2 separate regions of the Pan troglodytes genome follow, and region 2 is linked to region 1. Evidence: chromatin contacts called from public Hi-C data. All regions are on one chromosome and are shown on one strand. Each heading gives the region's core, a stretch centred on a gene start, on an enhancer-like site or on the middle of the called end of the contact. The rest is flanking DNA. Distances are from core to core; before and after follow the strand shown.

Region 1 (7,646 bases), core at 2,177-4,676:
CTTTCAAAATTTTATTATTTCCATTTATACCTTTTTGTGTCTATTTTTTTAAAGTTTTGTTTCCCAAAAAATGCCTGTTAAAAAATTTCTTACTTAGGCTTTTCATAGTAAACATATACTTTTTATTAGGAATTTTTTTTTAATTAAAATCTCCTTTCCATTCCAATACTTACTTTAAAGACACCTAATTGGGAATTGCAGCTTTTATGTTTTTTCAATTTATTTTGAGTTTATTTTTAAAGCAATCACAGAATCTCCAACACTGGTTCCTCTGTATCAGAGCCTCTGATGCACACATGGATATCTAGTCATTATACCTATTTTTTATCACTTTCTGGCAATTAAGAACATTCTATATTTCTTAGTTCAGAAATAGTGCTATAACCAGTGACATAGTCCTTTATCTTACAACTGGCTCCATGCCAGAAAAATATGACTGATTTTTCTGAAGAAAGAAGTGTATGTCCCAGAGTTTATTGAGATGATCCCCAAGCAAACTTACAGGCACAATGCTGATTTCAGTGTAGACTTCCTACTGGCCCATCTATGGACTCAAAAATCACTGCCCTACGATAGAAAACCTGGGGAAGTGGCAATCGTCATTATGTGAATTGTACTGGTCTTTTTCAATACTTGAAAAGTACAAGATACTACATTTAGAAGACAATAAATTGCAAGTATCTTAACCTAGAAGGAAAGAAAGAAACTGAAGTGACCTACAATAGCCATGCACTTGGCAATGATGCATAATTGACACTGTTCAGATGGGTTCTGAGTATGATCATTTTTATTATATCATAATCATTATCATTTCACACATGAAATGTATCATAAAACCAAACCCTAAGATACTACATTTTCACTGGGCTTAATTATAGACCTTAAGTCATATTTTAAATACATTACACACACACACACACACACACACACACGGTATAAATCCTTCTGAGTGCTTGGTCCACTTATTCCTTTGCTTAACTAATTGACCTTTGTAACCAAGAAAATAGTCCTGGATCTCCACCAAGAAATGAACAGCGAAAGTTCCAAAAATAATAAGTAAAGACCAATTATGAAATGTGTCCTCAAATAAATTGTTCCTCAAAACGATTATCAAAATCACATGGGGAATTTTTACTTTTTAATGCAACTTCTCATCTCCCATGACTAAAGTTTCAATAGGTCATAGACAGAGCCTAGGATCTGTATTTATTTAACCCATGAGGTAATTCCAATAATCAGAGAGGTTTGGGTACCACTTACTTGACCTTCTGTTGTTGGAATGTCCCATATGCTCTAATCACCCTCTGATATTTTTCTGAAAATCTACCAGATTTGCCAATGTCAGCAGCCAACCCTAGTCTTCCATGCCACCTAAAGTCTAGCCCACAGCCCACCTCTTCTTTGTTTGCTAGCAATCAGAGAAATAGCACAGCACATGTTTGGACTAATCAAATCTAATAATTAATTGGCACTTACTATCTACATGGGTTGTTTGTAATGATCATTTGTTCTGATTTCTGGCCATTGTGAGTGATAGACTTGCTATTCTGCAGCAACTATAACAGATGCAAAGAAACAAGGGACAGGATAAAGAAGAGTACCAGCCTTTGTGCACTCTCAAGGCCACAAGCAGTTCTCACAGTGACCATGTAGCAGTGGACTTGGGAAGACCACAGAAGCCTAGTGATCCTCAGCTGGGAACTTACCTTTGTTTGACATCAACATGTTCTCTCACTGAGTCATTTTAGTTCAAAGTGATACATGTTTTCTGTTGTTTGTTGTTTGTTTTGGTTTGGTTTAGTTTTAGAGACTGGTGACCAAACTAGTAACTTTTGCTCACAGTAGCTGAGGCACACAGTTCTTTAAGAAATCTAGATAAAATCAGAATTTCCACTAAGACTTTTGCACCTTCTTGAGCTACTTTGCATTTTCCCAGAGTTTCTGTAAGGACTTGACTCTGAAGCATTTCATGAAATTTAGTAGAATTTACTTCTTCAAGATGTTTGTGGTTACAGGGAGATTCACACTGTGGAACAAGAAGACTTCCACCCAGCCACCCAGTTCCACTCTCATGACTTTCCCCATTATTATTCCTGTACTTTTTCCTAGCCCCCAGTTCTGCAACCTCAAGGCAAAACAGTGCCAAAGTCTGGATATAAGGTGGGATACAGGAGTGATTAAAGGCATGAGCTTTAGCTGGGGTCACACTGCCTGGATTTAAATCCCACCTTGATCAGCACTGTGACTTTGAATAAGACTCTTGGCCATTAGCTATCTCATTTGTCAATTGGGAATGATAATAATGGTGTTTTCTCCACTGAGTTTTTGGGAGAATTATATGAGACCATGTATTAAAGCACAAAGCATAGAATTTGGAACATTATAGGTTCCCACAATATCCCTCAGGAGGCACTTAATATTTGATGATTGACTGAGCTGTGAAATGATGCACCTGATCGGCTTCCTGCCTCATTAATTAGGATTAGAAATGGAATCCAGCTCAGTATTTTATTATTAATACCCAACTAAATACTTGGAGAAATCAAATACCAGTGATTTCAAGAAATTCACATCTAGTAAGGAATATACTGTAAACACATGAAACAAGAGATCTGAGAGGCAAAATACAAGGTGATTAAATTAATAAAATAGAAAATAAAAGTTAAGCAAAGTCATGTTCAGAGTTTGGTAGTGATATTCAATGAAAGTATTTTGAAGGATACATTTTGAATTTGATGTTAAAAATGCTAAGCAACTGAACGTGGCAAGTATGACAGAATAGTTCAAATGGTGGCTACTGTTAAGAAACATACATTGATTGACGTGACTGGAAATAGCAGGTCAATGCAAAACCTTAGCTAAGGTGAGATGGGGAGGGGTAAATGGCAAACAGTAAAGGCCGGATGGGAGAGTTTGTGTTGATTCCTACGGTCATTCGTAGCTGTAAGCTGCAGAGAGAGAAAATAGGAGAGGCACTGGTGGAGAACAGCCTCCAGGAAGAACAAAGGAGTGTGGAATGTGGGCCCCAGAGCTCTGTGGGATGAATGGAGACAGTACAAGTTAATCAAATACTATTCCAGAAATAATGTTCTGACAATATTTAACATAGTTATAATTTCTATCATTTCATGAAATCAGAATCACTCAAACACAGAGCAAAATGTTTCTATGGCATTATCCTTCATGACTGTAGTGATGGAGTGGACCATATGCACACATCCTGGGGGCTGTGAGAGAGGGGAACTATGGGAATCAGCAAAAAATAAAAGCAGAGTCTGGCTTAGAAGCAATCAGATCTGCATTACCTCCTAGCTTTGCCAGTTGCTAGCTGGGTAACCTTAGGCAGGCTACATAACCTCTGTGAGCTTCAGGATCCTTCTGGGTAAAACGTGGATAATGCCCGCCTTGCACAGTTTTCCTGGGGATTAAAGGTAACATGTTCCATACAGTGTCTTCCACACAGTAAACACTCAAAAAGTGCTAGACATTCCTGTGGCATGCAATGCATGTAGTTGAACCTAAACAACAAGAAAGGCTAGAGTTGAGAGTACTCAAAGGCCCTATCAGAAACCCCAGGTTTTATTTTACTTATTTTTGATTTTTCATTTTTAAGTTTATATTAAAACTTTTCGTTGTTTACCCTCGTGTGAGCTACAGAAGCACCCAGGAGTTGTATTTGCCTGCCCCCTAGTGGTGAGACAAGCCCACTTCAGGCATGCGTCCGAACATCGCATTTTATTGACCAGAATCCCAAGGGCTGAAGAGGTAAAGTGACTTCCCCAAGATAACGGTGTTTTAAAAGGCGGTACTGGAATCCAGGTCTTAGCACTCCTCTTCATGTTATTTTCTAACCACAGCAGGGCTTCAGAGATCCGAGGTAAGTTTAGGCTGGGTGTTTAATGGATACAAAGTACTGATCTCCCTCCCATCACCTCTCTTATGCAATAAGGCTCTTTTTCCTTTTGTAATGAAAGAGTTTAAACAGCCAGCCCTCCTGCCACCTGGAGCCAGGCATAAATGAAATGGTTGTTGAAAAATAAAGGGAAGCTTGCGGTGCTTATGATCAGAGAGGGCTGGGCTCCCATGGAGCAAAAGAAGCCAAGTTGATGCATATTTTTAAAATCCTGATTTAGGGGTCACCAAGCACACACTTTACCAGGAAAGTGGCTGAGGTTGGATACAAGAGGTAAAGGTTCTCACCCTGGGGTGTGGTGGGCTGGGAATGGTTTGCAGCCAGATGAACTGGTTTGAATCCCGGGTTCGTCTCTTAAGTGGTCTTTGGTTTTTGACTGATTTTCACAGACTAGATTTTGTCATCTTTAGTTTGAGAACCAATAATTAGCTTTAAAAAAAAAAAAGGAAAAAAAAGAACTATATCTGAGTTCCAAATGGCAAGATTTTCAAAAGGAAGGTTGTTTTATACATAACAGAGCTTTATATAAATGCAAGATGTTACCATTTTCACATTGCAATATACAGTGGATATAAAAATCTACAACTTTGGGTAAAAAAATGTCTGTAACTCATTTCAGTTCTGTTATGAACAAGGCTTTTAACGTCTGTGAGCCTCGCTTTAGTCATCTTAAAATATAAATACTCACTTTACAGGTTAATAATGAGAGTTCATGGCACGGCGTCTAGATGTTCAATAAATGTTAGTTGAATCTAAAATGAAAGCAACCAACCCTCAATTTCCTTCCTTTATTGTCTTCCCCAAAACCATACAAATAAGCAAGGCAGAAACTAGAGATGAAACTCAAGTCACTCAATTTGAAATTTTGGTCAGAGGTTTGGTTGGTAGACGAGATTAAAGACAACTTCAAACACAGCTCTACAGATTTATAGGTGGGTAAATTGCCCTTAGTAAACCCAGCCTCATTAACATGACGGGATGGCCTGGCTATATTTAGACGAATACCTGCCTTTTCTTTTGAAATTTAGGAAAGAGAATTTGCCAAGTTTTAGGGTTTTTTGAACTGTGTTCTATGAAACAATAAGGTGTCGGAGGGTTCTCAGGACTCTGCAAGAGAGGGTTGGTGATACTAGGGTGGGCTTCTGGGGTCCCCTGATTCTCTGGTTCAACCTAAGCATCCACACTTTTTATGTTTTTATTTGGGGAAAAAATTCTGCTTTAAGACAATTTTTAAAAATATGACCATGGCCCTTATGAGGTCTGGTGACACATCCCATCCTGATTAGTTGGGCCTTTTTACATGTTCCAGAAGTGGCACCATGAATTCCAGCCAATTCTCTTACCAGCACAGACTGAGGATCACAGAGGGGAAAGGCTGAGAAGAAACACAGAGAGATCATTAAAGTAGCTGGCTGGTGGGTCCAGGGAGGCTGGGGGAGGGATAATGGGGAAAGGAAACATGTTGATCAAAGAGTACAAAGTTTCAGTTGGACAGGAGTAATAAGCTTTAGTGATCTATTGCACAGCATGGCGACTATAGTAAATAATAATGCATTGTATATTTCAAAACTGCCAAAACACTAGATTTTAAATGTTTTCCCCCCACACACAAAAAAGTAAATATGTGAGGCCATGGATTTTTTAATTAGCTTGATCTCATCATTCTACGAGGTAAACATACATCAAAGCGTCACATGGTATCCCATAAATATAATTACTACTTGTCAATTAAAAACTTAAAAAATAAAGTAGCTGGCAAAGACTGTATACTGACTTTGTGCCAAGTCACTGTCCTACATCCAAAATTAATTTAGTGAATGCTCATAACAACTGCATGATCTGTGTAGTACTATTATGATCCCCATTTTACAGGTGAAGAAAACTGAGACACAGAGAGATTACTTGCCCAGAGAGTGAGCAGTGGAGTCCGGTACAGGAAATTTGGTTCTAGAACCTGCACTTTTAGCCTCTCTCCTAGATTGTTTCTCACCCCACAAATAAATCATGCAAATAACTGTAACTAGGAAGAAAAATAGTCAGCTCCAGTGTTGTCAGGAGTGTCACCTTGCTAGACAAGGGGTCATAGGCTATTATAGGATGCAACTTCGCTACATTTTCTACTGAAGAAACCCTAACTGAAGACGAGGTGATGTCCCTAAAGCAGGCCATTGCAAGGGACAAATTATCCTGGAAGTTTGTTTTAGCTTAAAAATAAGTCATATGCGGCTGTGCACAGTGGCTCACCCCTGTAATCCCAGCACTTTGGGAGGCCAAGGTGGGAGGATTGCTTGAGTCAGGGGTTCAAGAACAGCCTGAGCAACATAGTAAGACCCCAGTCTGTACCAAAAGAAAAAAAAATTGCCAGGTTTGGTCATGCATACCTGTGGTCCCAACTACTTGGGAGACTGAGGCGGGAGGATAGCTTGAGCCCCCTGGGAGGCCGAGGATGCAGTGAGCTGAGAATGTTCCACTGCACTCCAGCCTAGGTGACAGAGCGTGACCCTATCTCAAAAAAAAAAAAAAAAAAAAAAAAGTCACATGCAATCTGCATACTTTACAAATGGGAATTATATTTTTAAAAATATTTCCATGTTGCAATGACTAGTAACTTACCAGTGAAATTACGTAACCCTGCTTCCCGTTTATCCACCACCGCACTTCCAGCGAAATCATCATTCCCAAAGCTGCGGTCTTTTTATCCCGTGGTTTCATGACATACATGTTGTTGAAGCACAAATGTAAAAGACAGGAAATCTGTTAGCTATGGTCTGTTCAGTATGTTTTGAACACTGGGTTATATTAAGTTAATCTCCCAAACAAATCCTATGCTCCAGACCTCCTTTTCCCTCAATGACCTAACAGTAGGGCAGGAGTATCTTCCTGTTCCCCCAGAGGTGGATTGCCATGGAGCTCATGAAGCTTAAGGTGTAGGCCCCTTACTTGGACAGTAATGCATTGACGAAGTCATAAGAGTTTGTAAAGTTTGCAAAAGAAAAATATCTTAACCACAATCAGTTGACATCCCTGTCTCTTTTCATTTCTACTTTCCTTCTATTACATCTTTCTTCTTGTCAGAAGGCAATGGGGTGGCCGTGGGCATTTTTAAGACCTGGAGAAAGGGAAGTTAATTTAAAGATATGTCATTTGTGTGAGTGAGATACAGTCACGTGGCTTGCAGTCGCTTCCATGTATTACTAGCTGTCTAGGAACAGAAATGGTTTCAAGGAAATGCCTGTCTTCCTCTGTGATGACCCACCCTGCAATATTGTGATATGAAGATGTAAGGCATAAGTCAAATGAGTTATGAACATGGCAGCCAGCTTTAGGAGTGTTCAGCAGCAGGAAAAAACGAGGTTTGAAATGAACAAAATCAGAAGCTAATCTATAAAAATTCTTCCAAATATTACAGCTCATATGCAAAGAAAATTTCTAAGATGGTTTTCCCAATTTTGAGAATCTTAGAAATTTACATGGCATAACCAAATAGAAGGGTAAAGCTGAAAGAAATGCATAAACTGTCAATATCTGGCTCAACTATGCTAAGAGAAAGACTAAATTACCTATTATCCATCAGAAACCTATGAAGAAGCAGAGTGTGTAGACAAAACTGTAGAAAAAAGTGACACAGATGTGTCAGGCAGTTAATGAATAAAAATGCCTTACTGGACTATGCATACACAGTTTATCAACTTTTTAAATTTTGTAATTTCATGGGATTTTCTTATTCTAAATA
Region 2 (7,033 bases), core at 396-2,895, 140 kb before region 1:
GATTTGCTAAAAGTTCTCGCGCCAGGAAAACGCAATGATTCTAAATTTGTATATAACATAAAATGCAATTTCTCTTATAATTTCTTAATTTAATGTACCAATTATGCCAGTCCTTTAGTCAAATTTCATGGACTACAATTTTCCAGAAAATGTACAGATATAATTCACTCATATTACTCTAAGATTAAGTTTCTAGTTTCCTCTCCTGTACACTCAACAAAACAAGGGCAAAGACTCAAGTTCCTCTGATTAAAATCTCTACCTGTACTTGCCATTCAGATTTGTTGCTTCAAAATGGCTCACATAAAATAAATTAATACCCTAGATAACTTGCTAATTTCCTTTTCAAAAAAATCGTAAAATTTTCCTTCATAATGTTTCAAAGAAATTATTGTCCTAATTGGCACTTCAAGGGATAGATTAGAATGATTCATAATGTCCCTTCCTGCTCTGACATTCTATAAGTTCATGATTTGTGAGATTTTCGGAATATGGAAACATAGTTCTTTCTTCCCCAGTGGACACTAACTAAATAATTAATTCCTGTTTCAAGGAGCGCTCAAGGGCATGTATGCACAAAGAGGAGACAAATTATCTCATGATCAAATCTTGAGATTCTTGAGAACAAGAAGCACACCTCATTTCTTTTCTATCTTCCACAGCATGTTCAGCACAACTGGACTCACATATCACCACACCCAGTTCCAATTCTCAGCTGGCCAAAGCCTAGACAAACTACAGGTTCAGTGGGAATAAGGTTAAAATTCAAAAGATACAACTGGGTTTTAGAGTTGTTTTCATAACAACTCTAAAACAAAATAGTGCACCATAAAGGGTACTGCATAAAAGTTCACTTCTTTCCTGAACTTATTCAGGAGGAATTTAGATGGACCCATGAGTAAAGTGTTATTCAATGTAACAAAAGCCCTTTTGATAAGTAGACAGAGAATAACACTATTCAGAACCACATGTGATTGTCATATTCGTCTGTTTTCCTGTATTTTCCTTCTCACATAATTATTTTGAACTTTTAATTTCAGCCTATTATCGTTTTTATAATTTCCCAAGAAGATTGCGGATTTCCAAGAACATCACTTAAAACCTGGAAACCCCTTTACTAACAGAAGCATTCAATGAGGAAAAAAATACATCAAGATGGGGTCAATTCTGTTACTGTGCAGAGGAATCTCTTTGAAAAATGAAATGTCTTTCATTTCTCCCTCACCTAGTTTTTATTATCTTTCATAATATTTTTTAAGTATCATGAAGAAATTTGCATGCTGAATATTCATAGACAATATATAAAGATGTCCCTATGATATGAGAGAGGGCAGGGAAGTGCTGGGTAGAGAAAGGCAGGTCCCTGGCTAGGGCTCCACCCCCCAGGGCTGTGCTCAGGGACCTAGGTGAGGACAGGCATTTCTGTTTTCCTGCCCAAATGTTGCATTTTCCAAGACCACCCTGTCCCGCCACACCCCCATCCTGTGCCTATAAAAATTCCAAGACCCTAGCAGGCAGAAACAGAAGCAGCGGGTCGCCGAGAGGAACACACTGGCAAAAGAGCACACAGGCGGCTGGAGGTGGAGAGGACCGGAAGAACACATCGACAGGCACCAGCAGACGCCGGCAGGCCATTGACCTGTGAACAACAAGGACTGGAACCTGGCCGAGGCGGTCAGAGGAGTGTCCAGCTGCTGAGCGGCCAACTCCAGGGGAAAACCACCTTCCCGCTCCATGCCCCTTCTGGGTCCCCATCATCTGCTGAGAGTTTCCACTGTCAATAAAACTTTGCATTCATTCTCCAAGCCACACAGAGTCAAGAACCCGGGATACAGAAAGCCCTCTGTCCTTGCTATAAAGCAAAAGGTCTAATTGAGCTGACTAACACAAGCCGCGCACAGACGGCAGAACTGAAAGAGCACACTGTAACACAGGCCCACTGGGGCTTCGGCTGTAAAACATTCGCCACTAGATAGTGCTGTGGAGTCGGAGCCCCGCAACCCTCCATCTGCATGCTCCCTCCAGGAGTATGAGCAGCATGGCACTGAAGAAGCGAGCCACACCCCGTTGCACACCCTGAGAGGGGCATAGGGAACTTTTCTTATTTCACCTAGATGACTAAATGAAGACTATGCTGGTGCTATTTATACATATTGGCTTATTGCATTCTGCTCAATGAACAAAGAAAGCAAGCCTAACAAAGTCTATTGAAGATTTACATTCAGATTGTGTCATCGTATGTGTAAGATGCCTGGACAGAAGTCAGTTACTAAGTATGTACATATACATATACATACAGTTATCCCTCAGTATCTATTAGGGAGGGGATTGGTTCTAGGACCCACGAGATACCAAAATCCTCAGTGCTCAAGTCCTTGGTATAAAATGGCATGGTATTTGCATATAATTTAAACGCAGCCCCTTGTATACTTTAAGTTACCTCTAGATTACTTTTGATACTTAATACAACGCAAATGCTATGTAAATAGTTGTTATACTGCATTTTAAAATTTATATTATTTTTTATTTTTGTATTATTTGTATTGTTTTTTCCCTATTTTTCATCGACAGCTGGCAGAATCATGGATGTGGAACCCACAGAAATGGAGGACTAATATTGTGTGTGTGTGTGTGTGTGTGCATGTGTACACACATATATCCAAACCAATTTAAGGAGCTATAGCATATGAAAAATGATCATTTCGAAAATTTCACATGCATAGAAAAATAGACTAGAAACTTCTGTTTCACTCATAAATACCATTGAAAGAAGTTTTACTCATTTTGTTATGAACTTAACTTTCTTAGGTTTAACAGAACTTAAATCTTAGTAGTCGTATTTATCTTTCATGGTCACATAACTGTTTCTGAATGTGTTCATTTAACTGCTGCTGAAGCTAGTTTCTTTTTAACAGTAAACAATAGTGTCTTCTACTGTTCCTGACATTGCATGTTGTTTTCTTAACAAAGTCTACCCATTCACTTTGAAAGACTTTCAAACAAATCAAGAAACTTACCAGGAGCCTTATAGGAGTCATGGAGTCCATAATTCTGAAGAGACTTTAGCCTCAAATTTCCACTCCATCTATTGTATGCACACAACCAAGATCAGTCAGCAATAATCTGGGGCATGCTGACAGGATAAATTATAATGTGCCACAAGAACAGAGAGGAAATGTCAAGGTTCAAAGACACCTAATGCCTCTCAGCTCTATGTACCAGGAAAATGAAAAGCAATTTTATGACACATATTTTAGCAAGTGCTTTCTCTACGACTAGGGTACCATTACTCTGGCAAGTGTACCTGGTACTTATAACTACCTTTTAAACTTTTACTATATCTCAGATAACAGTTTTTAGATTTTTTTAAATATACTTTAATGTTTCACATGGGTTACAAAGTGACTGGAAGAGACAGCCCTACTCTTCTCCTTTGCCGCCTCCTACACCCTGCAGGTTGAGTTCTCTTAGTAATTAGCCGGAGGAACACACACTTCTCAGAAGTGAGGTGAGCACACAAAAAGACAGTCCAGATCAGTAAGCTCTTCTCTAGCTGTAGATTCTCTAGTGGAGAACAAAGCTGCCGGAAATGCTGCACATATAGCCCAAAATGTAAAATGAGGATAATATTGCCTATGTCAAGGAATTATGAAGAATAAGTGAGAAAACCCAGAAACAAGAGTCAGCCTTGATTTAGCACTCTTAGCCTCTCCCATCTCATCCCACAGGAACTCAGCTGTATTCCCTCAAACGTACCCACTTCCCTCCACTTGCAAGGACACGTGCACAGCCCAAGAAATTACCCAATTCTGCTATGCCACAGTCTTTTCTAATCAGAGCTCATAACATTCTGGGGCACTCTTGAACCTTGAACCAAAATCAGAATTAGCAAGACTACATCTCTACCTGAAGAAAAACCATCTGAGTCTGTGCAGCGGTCCCTTATCCACATCTATGCTTCCTGCTCTTCATTTCCTTGCACATATCTTAGACCAATTCAATTGAACAAGTGTTTATGATGGACATAGTACATGCTTAATGCTGGGCACCAATAATTAGCAACAGAGATACGTCCCTGTTCAGAAGGTTGACAACAAAATAGTGACATAAATAATTATACAGCTATAAAGAGTGAAATGTCACATGAAGGAAAACCAAAAAACTAAGGATGGTGAAAAATCTCTCTAAGGAAATTTGAAAAAGATCAATTAAGTAAGCCAAAGAAAGGGGAACAGTAAGAATATTCCAGGCAATATTTGGGAAGTCCCCGAAACAGAAAGGGCGGCTATGGAGGAAGTGAAGGGCCAGTGTGGCTGGGGCTATGGGTTCAGGGAGCACAGAGCTGTGCAAGCATGGACACCAGCAATGGCAGGCCAAGTCCATGCTGCTCACAGTTATTTGTCCTGAGGGCACTAAGAAAGGACTGAAGGTTTTTTAGCAGAGGAAGGAGATCTTATTTATAAGATGTCAGTAAAGGGCACTATGGCTGCAATGTGGAAAACAGACTGTAGAGGGCACAAAAGTGGAGACAAGTTAAGATGCTATTGGTCTAGTCCAGTAGGAGAGGTGGTAACAGCTTGGACTCAGGTGGCCACTGTGCTGATGGAGGGAATGGTGAGGTCTGAGGTATATCATGAAAGCGAAATTGATTACTGATAAGTGATAAGAAGAAAAAAATCAGGTGATTCCCAAATTTCTGGTGTTCTAACTTAATCTTTATAGCCATACGAAATAGTATGAAGCCTCATTTTACAGATTTATTTATCCATTTAACAAATATCTGTGGAACTCCAAGCATAGTGATTTAGAGCATCAATGCCCGAGTTTAAATACTGGTTTGGCCTCTTGGCAACTGTGTCACTTTGAGCCAGGTTCTTAACCATAAATGTGAGGAGGATCCTTAAATCCCTTCCTGGACCGCTACAGAGGTTTCTGAAATTTAGAGGTTGTGGGAAACAGATGGAATATGCATCTCTGAAGCAAACCTTGCTCTTTAGAGATGTGATCTTACATCATTAACATACGGAGTGGCATCAAATACTATTGTTGGCTGGGTGCCGTGGCTCACATCTGTAATCCTAGCACTTTGGGAGGCTGAGGCAGGTGGATCACTTGAGGTCAGGAGTTCGAGACCAGCCTGGCCGGCCAACATGGTTAGACATCATTTCTACTGAAAATAAAATAACTAGTTGGGTGTGGTGGCATGCACCTGTAATCCCAGCTACTGGAGAGGCTAAGGTAGGAGAATCACTTGAACCCAGGAGGCAGAGGTTGCAGTGAGCTGAGATCGTACCATTGCACTCCAGCCTGGGTGACACAGTGAGACTCCATCTCAAAAAACAAATATTCAGAAAAAAAAATCTTTTGCTGAAAAATGACTTTTCTGTTAGTGAAGTTCACCAGGCAATATAGTTTGTATTTTTATCCCTCTGAATCTCAGGTTGAAATGTGATCTCCAATTCTAGAGGTGGGCCTAGTGGGAGGTGTTTTGGTCTTAGGCGTGGTACTGTCCTTGCAATAAGAAGTATGTTCTGGCTGTATTAGTTCATGTGATAATTGGTTGTTTAAAAAGAGGCTGGCACCTCCTCCTCTCTCTCTTGCTCCCTCTCTTACTATGTGGCACACAGGGTCCCCGACCTCTGCTATGAGTAAAATCTTCTTGAGGCCTAACCAGAGGCCAGGCAGTTGCCAGCACCATGCTTCTTGTAGAGTCTGCAGAATCATGAGACAAATAAACCTCTTTTCTTTATAAATTACCCAGCCCCGGGTATCTCTTTATAGCAATGCAAAAGAGACCAATACACCAAATTACTGTGTTACCTGAGAATAAAACAACATTTCAGAGGTTCTTCTTAGGCAAATATATGACAGCACCAATCAACTATTTTTTCCCAGAGGTAGAGATTGTTATGGCAGAGTTTGCAGACTTTGATCTCGATAGGGTAACGGGCAGAGTGGAGTGGACCTAGTAGAAGAATTCTAATATTCCAGTATCAACTTATTCACTTTCCATACTGCAAATAGATGCTTAGTCTCAGAGTCAGAAACAAAATATGGTAGAGACTATGGCCAATTGGAAAGAATGTGTCTGGAATAAAGGGGTCAGCAGATACTCATTTCCAGCTCTGTTACCAGTGTGCACAGTTTTTAAAAAAGAATCTAGAAATCAGGACTTCTATGGAAACTCTCTTAGTATTTAAGTACTGGATCAGAATTTTTAAACAATGTGATATGTGGGCTAAATAAAACACATTTAAAATTCAGATGAACCCCGTGGCCTCCAGGGTGAAGCCTTTGGTTTCCACTAATTCAATAGGGCCTCTGTGGGATCACGTAACTGGGGGAGGATGAGTGAGCAGGAGAGAACTAGGAAGGTGATACCAGGGCAATGTGATGCAGACACAGAAACCCTGCCTCACCGACCAGATGAGCTGGCACAGAGCCTGAAGGGAGGAGGAGGAAACAAGATGTGAACTGACAGACCACTCAATCAATTTTCCTTGTAATTAATGGCAAGTTTCTGAAGAGAAAACATTTCTGCCTTTCATAAACATTCTGAACTTACCTAGCACAATTTAAGTAAGTCAGATTAAAAATCAATTAATTCCATTCCTTTGATCTGTAGAATAAAACTCTTTGTTAGAAACAAAACCAATTTTCTCATATCTTTTTTTTAATGTTCTCAACAATGCCTCTTCTGTTTAGTCTAGGGGAGGAGTAAAGTCTGTTGGCTAAAAATAACTGAAGAGTCAGGTAACATCTAAGGGATTGGGGGTTTAACCAGCAACCCTTCTCTGCCAGATTTCCTCAATAATTAATAAAGATCCTGATCTTGCAAGTTTTTGATATGAGGATGAAATTCATAATATTTCTCTGAAAGTCAGTGTTCAAGGAATTGAAATCACCATAATATAATTTCCACATGTGATAGTTAGTGCCAAAAGTTTTGCAGTCTATGGTGAGATAGAGAGATACAGAACATATGATATATACTTGGCAATGAGATCACGCTCTTGTTTCCTAGCCCTGGGAA

The links. Hi-C and Micro-C count contacts between places; a contact is called where the count stands out from the background.
Region 2: a Hi-C map of induced pluripotent stem cells shows a contact between it and region 1, with 3 times the contacts expected there. The contact joins two enhancer-like sites. A contact is called at or near these places in 3 of 7 Hi-C or Micro-C datasets (induced pluripotent stem cells and stem cell-derived neural progenitor cells).

What each region holds. Positions count from the first base shown.
Region 1 is chr14:81,560,496-81,568,141 of NHGRI_mPanTro3-v2.0_pri, reverse strand. No RefSeq gene overlaps it. Among named protein-coding and RNA genes, the nearest start is that of LMO7, 330 kb to the right of the region's middle. Within about 2 kb of position 3,426, at least 4 of the 24 cell types and tissues checked have an H3K27ac peak or open chromatin away from gene starts, as enhancers often do. A contact at or near this core is called in induced pluripotent stem cells, where this site is marked.
Region 2 is chr14:81,702,298-81,709,330 of NHGRI_mPanTro3-v2.0_pri, reverse strand. No RefSeq gene overlaps it. Among named protein-coding and RNA genes, the nearest start is that of LMO7, 470 kb to the right of the region's middle. Within about 2 kb of position 1,645, at least 7 of the 24 cell types and tissues checked have an H3K27ac peak or open chromatin away from gene starts, as enhancers often do. A contact at or near this core is called in induced pluripotent stem cells, where this site is marked.